Linked DNA regions of Mus musculus: region 1 is linked to region 2. A link is a contact called in public Micro-C data. All regions are on one chromosome and are shown on one strand. Each heading gives the region's core, a stretch centred on a gene start, on an enhancer-like site or on the middle of the called end of the contact. The rest is flanking DNA. Distances are from core to core; before and after follow the strand shown.

Region 1 (5,162 bases), core at 2,256-4,755, 170 kb before region 2:
AAGTCTGGAAGTATTTATTCTTGTATTGATGTGTGATACAACCTTCTAGCACACTGACTAGAACTGAGATGTTGAGAAATCAATGTAACCACTTGGACAGCCTTAGGTGGGACCTTGGGGCTGTCGATTACTGCCTTTATAGACTTTAAGTCTTCATCTTGGGAGATCTCCTTTTTTTCCCCTCTCCCATGAAATGACTTGCTTTTAACTCCCCCTCTGTCTCCCTGTGTCTTTCTCTGTCTCCCCTGCCCTGCAGTGTTGATCTGGCACAGGCGTGTCTTAAGCCCATGACCCTCTTGCCTAAGCCTCCAGATCACACCTCCTTTCCTTGAATTCTCTTTGCAGCTATGCAAAATTCTTTATGCCGAAGCAAGGCCATCATATTCCAACTGGCTCTTTCAAAATTTTACATGTGGAGTTGGGTGTGATGATACACACCTGTGATCCTAGTACTTAGGAGGTAGAGGCAAGGGAATCCAGAGGGAATGAAGGCCATCGTGCATAGCAAACACCCCCTCCCCCACTATATAGCACCCACACACCCCTACCCTCTTTTCTCATTCTTAAAACTTTCTTTTGAAAAATTATTTTGAAACTACATATAATAGTGGATTTCTCACTTAGTACTTTTTTTTTTTAAAGGTATAGGTTGTTTTAGGAAACACAACTTCTCATCACCCATTTAAATAACTATCATGTATAGTTTTGGTCCTAATTAAGGACTATTTCTTGAACATTAAAAGATGATGGACAATTCCCAAACAGGGCTTGAAAATCTACTCTATTTTGATGCATTCTTAAATAGAGTTTTTGGTTCCTATATGGTGTAGTTTGCTTTCTGTTACTGTGAAACACACCATGACCAAAAACAACACTGGGAGGAAGGTTGCAGGTCACAGTCCATCATCAAGAGAAGCCAAGGCAGGGACTTGAAGCAGAACAGAGGCAGAAACCATAAAAGAACACCGTTTACTGGTTTGTTTCCTCTGGCTTTCTCAGCTAGCTATGTTGCATGGCCCAGGCCCGGCTGATTATGGATGGGCACTGTCCACAGTGGGCTGCATCCTTCTTCATAAAATAGTAAATAAGATTATGCCTCACAGGCATGACCATAGCATTCTAATCTGAGCAGTTCTTTAGTTAAAAGTTCCCTCATAACAGGTGGTTTTAGGTTGGTGTCAAGTTGAGGCTAACTATGACAACAGATCTTCTGGGGGGGGAGGTCTAAGGGAGCCTGCTAGGTATAGTAGAGTGTACAGGGCTTTTCTGTATCATATATCCATTATAAATAAAGAGAAGGAGTTGTTAGAGGAAAGCTCCATTATATTACTGAAGTTTATGCTAAGTATCTTTCATTGTGTTTGGAAATGAGTCCTGTCCTGTTGTCAAAAACCAGAGTTCTCAGATGAAAAGTTAGCATTTCTTCAGAGTTGCCCACATTACTGTTCTGATTTCTCTTACTCTAAGAAGATACTCAGACTAAAAGGAAACTTAGTGAAGACAGGGGTTTATTCCAGCTCGTGGTCTGCCATGGTGAGGATGTTGGAGCAGGAACCTCAAACAGCCAGTCACATCATACCACAGTTAGCAGACAGATGAAGGCATACATGCTCACTGCCTTGCTTGTGCTCACATCAGTTTTCCCTTTCTGTATAGTCCAGAACCCCCTGCAAAGTGAGGGGCGCTGACCCCAGTGGGTGAGATCCTCCCACATCAATTAGCTTAAGCCACCTCTTCCCAATACACGCAGTCAGCCAACCCAATCCGTATAAATTCCTCTCTGAGACCCTCTTTGTTCCCATGTGATTCTAGGCTGTGTCAAGTTGACTATTAAAGCCAACCATCACTTTGTTCCTGTAAGCTCCAGAGAGAGAGTTGGTGATTTGAGGAGTGGTGGAAAGATTTGTATCCTTATCCTGGACAAGAAAAAGGAGAGGGATGAAAGGAGACACGGAGACCCACTGTGGCCAGAAAAGTGGTGATGGTTTAGTGCTGATCTAATCTGCTTTTAATTGTGTGTCAGCAGCCACTACTTCTGCTTTGGTGTGTTTCAGATATTCATATGTCCTTTCTGAGGAGATTTATTCTTCTGGAGACATTGCTCAGACTGTTTACTCCTCTAGGTTAACTGTATGAAACCATCTGTGGTTAATTTTCTCGTATTAAATTCTGTCCTTTGGCAGGGTGGTAAGTTCTAAAAGTAAACTTAGGCAGAAGCAGAGGGGGCTTGTAAGTCGTGGATGGTGTTTTTGTTTTTATTTTGTTTTATTTCATTTCATTTTATAAATGTTCTTTTCAGGTGAGCTTCTGTGCTGAGTTTAGCAATCAGCAGTTAGAACCTACCAATCACCCCCTGTTTTCCTGGAGTGCTTTCTCTGAGATCCTAGACTGTTGTTATCCCATAGCAAACTCTTGGGGTGAGGCGGGCAGTGATACTGACGAATTGCTTTCTCAAGGTGGTTACAATTCCACAATGCTGTCAGGTTCTCAAGCTAAAGGCCCTCCTGTGGAAATGTGAAGAACTTAGAGGCCTCTATTCTTCAGGCACAGGAAAAGCAGTTGCCTCTAAGAGGAAGCCAGGACTAAGGGTCTGGGGGCTGTGTTCTTATAACTTCAGCCTCTGGTGAGATTGTCCAGAACTTTTCTAAGGGAATCTAGTATGGTTCCTTGGCTATCTACAGCCTCTTGAATTGACTTCTGGGTGTTGTAGATGGGACCACAGAGGGCAAAATCATAACATCTGCTCTATTTGTGTCTCAACATAAAGTTGATGGTAACTGCGGTTCCTCTTATTGGGTTTTTGTTAGGAGTTGGACAGAGATGATGATGAAACCGGCTTCTTGCCTAACCAGATTGCCTCATGTGCGGACAAGCTTTGCTTGAAGTTGGCTTGGACTTTTCAGAGGCTCAATTGTGGCCTTCATAAGGCTGTGCCTGGGGTTGTATTTCCAATTCCTCTCAACTTTTGTCCCTGTGGAAGGGAGGAAGTGGAGTTGTGATAGATATATTGCCAGATAGCACACAATAGCACAAAGAACGAGACAGACGTGGCGCAAGCCATTCACAGAGACAGATTTATGCTCTGTGCTGCCCTAAACCGTAGATCCATCTATTTCAAAGAAACAACCTGCTCACTGTATTATATTTCAGACAGACACAGCTTTGAGATGTTGACTTCTCCTGTTTAGCTCTTGCCAGCAACGCTGCACATTTTGCTGCAGTCAATTACTTTTGTGGGGACAGGAAAGTTTATTTGGCAAAGCCAATCTTGTGTCTAGATTAGAAGTGGAAAGATGAAGATAGTATTTGGCTGAGCTGTCGCCTTGGTGACGTATATATGTGTGGAGTTTTGTCTTGCTGCTCCTTAGCCAACTGCATTATCAGCCATAGAAGTATTACACTTATTTCGCCATTAGAGAAAAAAAGCCAGAGAGATAGTGACTAATCCAAGGCCAGGGTGTTTGGCCTTTGTGGTTTCTGTTTGGTTTCTCCCCATAGGCTGTTTCCTGGAGATACAGTAGAATCGATTGTGTGTTAGTGCCTCTCACTGATACTACGAGGGAGTAAACGCTGATAGTGGGTAATAGCATGCGTTCTGGAGCTAGGATGCCACGGTTTATGTTCAGATGCCTGTTACATGATTTCTGTGCCTAAGTTACCTTTTCTATCAAACGGTTATTCCAGGTCTGACATCACAGGTAGCTTGAAGATTTTAAATTTAGTTAAGACGTACACTAGGTGTTTGTTGTCTTGCCTATTTTGTTACTGAAATGTGTTGATTTAATGGAGATGAGTTAGTGTATGTATCACACATGTGAGGAGGCATTCTGCATTAAGATCTCTGCAGTTGGTGTTAAGGAATGAAAAGGTCCTTTTGAGAGTGGTATCATTTGGAAGAAGATCAGGAAATAATTGTGTGTATAGTTTTGTGTTCTCTGGTAGGTAGGTTTATAAAGATTTTTGATTGCTATTTTTAAATGTCCATCATTATGCATTTGATGGAGAAGTAAATAGTGGTGATATATTTCATGTATGGGCTAGATGATCAACTTTTTCGTATTTGTTTGGTGTGTGCATGTTATGGCTGGTGTGTGGAGATCAGAGGACAACTTTTCATGAGTTGGTTGTCTCCTTTCATCCTGTGGTTTCCAGAGATTGAACTCAGGTCCTCAGGCTTAAGACAGGTGTCTTTATCTTAGAGTTATCTCTCCAGCTCTAAACTGCTAAATTTTAATTAACTTATTTTAACTGGATTAGTCAGTTAAGCTTTGCCTTTCTCTTGTGAACTTAGAGATGAGAAAATACTTTGAAATTAATCTCCCTTAAAAATAGTTCTATTTTTCTAGTGTGTGTCTATGTATGGGTATGGTAATTGAAGGGAGGTGATTGTGAGGCCTGAAGGAGTTGTTGGGCCTCAGGAGCTAGAATTATATACCATTGTGAACTGCTGGTCGGTGCTGGAAACTACTAGAGGAGCAGACATTCCTATCACCTGAGCCATCTTTCCAACCATATCAACCTTTCTGGATTTCATAGTTTTATTGTTTTCTTATAACATTGTGTATTTGTCTTTAGATAAATACCTGATTAGGTTAAATCTGTTTTGAAAGGACATTGATTTCTTTTCTTGTTATGTTGGAAAAATGTAATTGTGGTCTGTTACAATGAAGTGCCTTTTGCTAAGTAGAAGTTCTATAGTAGTTGTTCTTCAGAAGTAGTTCACTGAGTCAGAGCATTCATTGACTGACTCACCTGGGAATACCTAAGTGCCCTTGCACAAGTGGCCATTTTTAGACGAAGTTCTTGATATTTTTTTCTTCACAGTCACAAATCATCCAGATGGCCCATTCACTGCCTGATTCAGTTTGCGTTCATAAAAACATCTTATATGAGTTTTCCTTAGACAGAGAAATTGTTTAAGATGTGGATTCTCAGGCCTGTGGTTGTCATTGTCATCATTTGTATACATTATATGATGGTAGGTTTGTTAACTGACACAACCTGGGAAGAGAGTCTCAAAAAGGCGTAGTCTAGACCAGGATTACCTATAGGCATGTCTATGAGGATGGTCTTGATTGCTTTAATTTATACAGGAAGATTCATCCTGAAAGTTGGTGGCGTCTTTCTCCAGTTTTGGGCCCCGGACTGTAGAAGAGTAGAGG
Region 2 (4,741 bases), core at 2,222-4,721:
CTGAGCAAAGAGAGACAGTGAGGCTCTGGCAGCCTGGGCTTCTCACGCAGCCTTTGCAGATACGCTTGGGGTTCAGTACACAGGCTTAAAGAAGATTTGGGATGTATCAGAGCCTTTATAGATGTTTTATTAGTGTTAATTTTTTCTAAGACTTCAAGTAGAGGGAACTTTCATCTTGTTAAGTTCTTGCTTTTCAACTTCTCTTTTGCTCTTTCGTATATGAATCATGAGGAAAACCCAGGGAAGCTCTTTGTAGTCCTAAGTACATTATTCATTCTCTCTGTCTCTTTCTGTCTCTCTCTGTCTCTCTCAATCCTCCCCCTCTCCTCTCTTTCCTCCCTCCACTCCCTGTATCCCACATGTGTGGACAGTACTTGAGGAAGCCATTAGGTGCCATTGACCTTGTTTTCTTTTGAGACTAAGTCTGTCCTTAGTTTGAAACTCTCAATTCATATAGGTTGGCTGCTAAGTGAGCCTCAGGCATCCACAGTGAACCTGCCTGCATTGGTCTTCCCAGAATTGGGGTTCCAAGTGCAGGCCACCATGCCTGGCTCTTTTATGTGGGTTCTGGGGATGGAATTCAGGTCCTTATGCCTCTGAGGCAAGGCCTCTGAAGTCAGCTGTAGAAGTGAAATATCCCATCGTTCTACTACAGACCATTTGTAAAGTGTGAATTATAGAAGCAACTACCTATACCATAGCATTGCCTTGATGCTTAAGAGAGCATCATGAAAGAGCAGAAACATAAGATAAAAGTGAACTGAAAGAGGAGGAGATATAGACAAATTGCATTTGGAAGCCACTTAAGAGGCATGTGGAAGCCAACTGGCTCTGGAGTGAGAATTTCATGCTGTGAGAGGTTCATTCCTGAATAATAATGACAGGCCATTGGGCTGCAGAAATGGCCCCAAACACACACACACACAGGCCATGGGGCTGCAGAAATAGCCCCAAACACACACACACACATGCCATGGGGCTGCAGAAATGGCCCCAAACACACACACACACACACACACACACACACACACACACACACAGGCCATGGGGCTGCAGAAATGGCCACACACACACACACACACACACACACACACACACAGGCCATGAGGCTGCAGAAATGGCCCCAAACACACAGACAGACAGACAGACAGACAGACAGACATTGCTTTAATTAAAGAGAGAGATTCCATGCAGATGCTCTGCTTCTGATCACACCTCTTCTCTAGTTTTGCTCTCAAATGCTTTTTGTTTGGAAGACCATAAATCAATTTTATATAATGACACATTTAATCAAGTACCTTGTCAATGCCAGGTACTTTGTGCTTTTCAATGATTCTCTAAAACTCACCCACTTAGGTGCAACTCAGGAAATAGAGATGTCAAGTCCCTTGCTCTGGTTGCTTTAAATTTGAACTCAGCTCCTTCAGTTTAAAGTGCCTTCTCTAAACAAACATGCTTGCTTTCTCCCTTGTTCATCATCTAGATGAATCCTTAAGACCCTGTGTTTGGATGTTAAGAGACTTAAAATTCCTGAGAATAAATGGGTATGGTGGGGTCACCTGTTATCCCACCACTTAGCAGGCAGAGGCAGGAGGATTTCAAGTTTTGACTAGCCTCTGTTGGATAGCCAGTTTAAATCAAACTTGTGTGTGTGTGTGTCTGTGTGTGTGTCTGTATGTGTGTCTGTATGTGTGCGTATGTGTGTGTATGTATATGTGTGTGTATGTGCGTGTGTGTGTATGTACATATATATCCTTTCTCAAAAAAGAAACACCGTCCATTTCATTGACTTTTTAAATTCATCAGAAAGCAAGAGATGATAGAGTCTACCCATTATTACCGTCTTTTGTAACATACTGATTTTTTACTTGTATTTGTATGTTTTGCTCATGCTCCTGTCAGAACTCACAATGTGGTCTATTCATGTGCTCTTCTCTTTGATTCATGGGTGGTGTCACTTCGGTTCTGAAAAAGGAAGTTGTTAATTTTCTCAGTTTCTGTTGGAGAGTAACTGACTGCCTGACTCAGCCATTATTTATTGAGCTACTACCGTGTGATAATCTTTGTGCCAGATTCGAGATGCATCAGAGATAATGTACTTCTTTGTTTTAGCTAGGGATTGTTTTTACCTTTAGTTAAGTCTTGGGTCTGTTTGTGGGTGGCCACTGAGTTTTCTTAGCTCATGAGTGGCAGTCTGATGCAAAACATAGTGCTGATGGTTTGGCTTAATTTTTAAGGAAATGATTGGTGATCTTTGAATTACTTATATATCACTGTCCTGTTTTTTTTTTCAATGCAAATAGAGATTTTATTGTCAAGTAATTTTTCTTCTCAAATTCTTTGTATTTGTGTGATAGAAAAAACATTTTATGAAAGCAAACACCAAACTAAATAACGAGAAAAGAAATGTTGTCATTTATCAATTTGCAACATTATCTGTTGGCCTCAGAGGCATGGTCTGTTGGAAATGAAGTTTCCATATATGGGAATAAAGGGCTCCCAGAGTAAGTCAAAAGTTAACATTTCCTGTTGAGCTGAGTCGTATATGGATCTTGTTACTGTGAAATTCATAATGGAGACCCTTTATAATTCTGTTTGCCCCATCGACTCAGTTTTTAGATTATAAACCTGATCCCCTAGAGGCCAAATTAGTATTTTTTTTAAGGTTCTTCCTTCCTTTCCACGGTTTTGATATTTTCAACTTACAAGAGTAGGTATGCGGCAGTTCATCCCTCTTCTAACTCTGTGAATGTTTGCAAATGTTTTTACTTTGTTTCTTAGCTTTCTAGACTTCAAATCTTGGTCATAATCCCCGTGATGGTAGATGAATACCACTTGCAGCTAGTTTGAAAGGAGACAGAAATTCAGATGTCTGAGGACCCTGGTTTTTCTACTCTTGGGAGAACTTACTAAGCCCCTGCTTCATCCACCAAGGGCAGTAAGTTTTAAGGATCTTGGATTGGCTAGATTCACTGTGGGAATAGTTTCATTCTTAGAAAAGTTAACAACTGTTGATCGAGTCATTGTCAACCTGCCTGTGGCTTTCCCATAAGGCTCTTCTGAGTGGGTGGAATGAATCAGACCTGCCTGTTTCCTAGATTGCTCTAGCTGTTCTTCCCTTTTGGATCTTAGTTGATTCGGTATTTCAAATGCTTCCTTTTCTTACTGCTTCTCCTGATGCGAGCCACAGTACCCAGCTGAGTCTTCAGGCTCAGGCTGTCTTCCACATAGCGTTTGGGATCACCTTGTGCACCAGCACCTGAGCTTCATCTGGGGGAGTCCACAGAAGTCCACCCTACCTCCTGGATTTTGATAGGGGAAGAAGCGGTAGGATGTCCTGTAGCCGATGATGGATTTGAACTTCAGATCTTCCTGCATCCCTTTCCTTCCTGCTGGGACTACAGATGTGCTCTCCAGCAAGCAGGTTTTGTGCAGTACTGAGGATGAAATCCTAGGCTTTGTTAACACTAAGGCCAGCACTTCCCTGACTAAGCTGCCTCTGTAGCTCCTGAAAGGGCATGTTCACAACATGCTTGGTGCTTTCAGTCTTCTGTTTTCATCTGATAGGTTGAATGCCTTCCTCCTTCTCCCTCTTCCCCTCTCCCCCTCCCTGTTCCCCCTCTCTGCTTTTCTTTCCCTCTTCTCCCACTCCCTCTCCTCTCCCCTTTTCCTCTTTCTCCTTCCCCTCCCCTCCCTTCCCCCTTCCCTTTTCTCTCCCTCTTCCACTCCCCTTTTAAAAAGACAGGGTCTTGGTATATAGTTCTCCCTAGCCTGAAGCCTAGAACATGCCCTTTGGACCACTCTAACCCTTGTACTCACAGAGCTCTGCCTACCCCTGCTTCCCAGACAATGAGATTAGAGGCATGCCTCACCAGAGTCCTTTTCTCTATTCTCTCTCTGATCAGACATTCCCTTTTGGCAATATGAAAAGGAGATTTTTCAAACCCTTAAGATTTCATCTTTAATTGGCCCTCACCCCCTGTCTTTCTCAGCTCATTACAGATCTTAGCCTGATGCATTAACTCCTTGCCTGGCTTTGGACAAAACACTTAAGTGCTCTTATTCTCAATTTTCTCAGTTGTATAACAGGTCATGTCAAAGCTACTTAAATAGAAAATCAATGAAATAATGTGCGTGAAAGTGCTTGGTGAACAATAAGATTATCTAAATATTATCCCTCATTGTTGGTGCAACCCTGTTTCCTTACTTAGGAAAGCCTATTGGCTGTGTGTCTCGAGACTATGTGGGGTACTTCTCCATTGGAGTTGGCACGGTAGGACATTTGTACACAGTGGGCATGGTCTCACAAGCATTTGAAGTACAGTGCAGACACACACATACACATGTAAGAGAAAACAAATTAAAACAACAGCAAAACAAACAAGTTAAGGAAGAAAGAAGTATTGTAAATGAGATAGCTATGTGAGTTTGCTGTTTTGATAACTGGTTTTTAGTTAATGTTTTGATAATGATGTATACCTTAAGGCTTCAGTGACTGGACAGATTTTTTGGGGTTTTGTCTTTATTATCTTGCATCATCCCCAGATGTTATGTTCAGTTTTGCTGCCCGACTTCATTTGAGACTGTGCAGAAATAGAGCGATTTTTCTTACTATAGGGCAGATTCTAATTGTTTTCACTTATTATTCTGAAGAAACCATCATGGTGATACGGGAAATGTTTATTTGCTACCCCACAGACACAGGTGATACTTTTATTATATAAAATGCATGTAGGAGCTG

Evidence for each region. Hi-C and Micro-C count contacts between places; a contact is called where the count stands out from the background.
Region 1: a contact with region 2 is called in a Micro-C map of the G1E-ER4 cell line. The contact joins two enhancer-like sites. A contact is called at or near these places in 1 of 15 datasets of contacts at CTCF or cohesin (the G1E-ER4 cell line), 2 of 484 Hi-C or Micro-C datasets (both in the G1E-ER4 cell line) and 1 of 9 other capture datasets (embryonic tail).

Annotation. Positions count from the first base shown.
Region 1 is chr5:132,464,909-132,470,070 of GRCm38.p6, reverse strand. All of the region lies in intron 1 of Auts2 (autism susceptibility candidate 2), which reads left to right. Among named protein-coding and RNA genes, the nearest start is that of Auts2, 76 kb to the left of the region's middle. Within about 2 kb of position 3,505, at least 24 of the 459 cell types and tissues checked have an H3K27ac peak or open chromatin away from gene starts, as enhancers often do. A contact at or near this core is called in the G1E-ER4 cell line, where this site is marked.
Region 2 is chr5:132,298,246-132,302,986 of GRCm38.p6, reverse strand. The region is part of intron 1 of Auts2 (autism susceptibility candidate 2); the gene reads left to right. Among named protein-coding and RNA genes, the nearest start is that of Auts2, 240 kb to the left of the region's middle. Within about 2 kb of position 3,471, at least 6 of the 459 cell types and tissues checked have an H3K27ac peak or open chromatin away from gene starts, as enhancers often do. A contact at or near this core is called in the G1E-ER4 cell line, where this site is marked.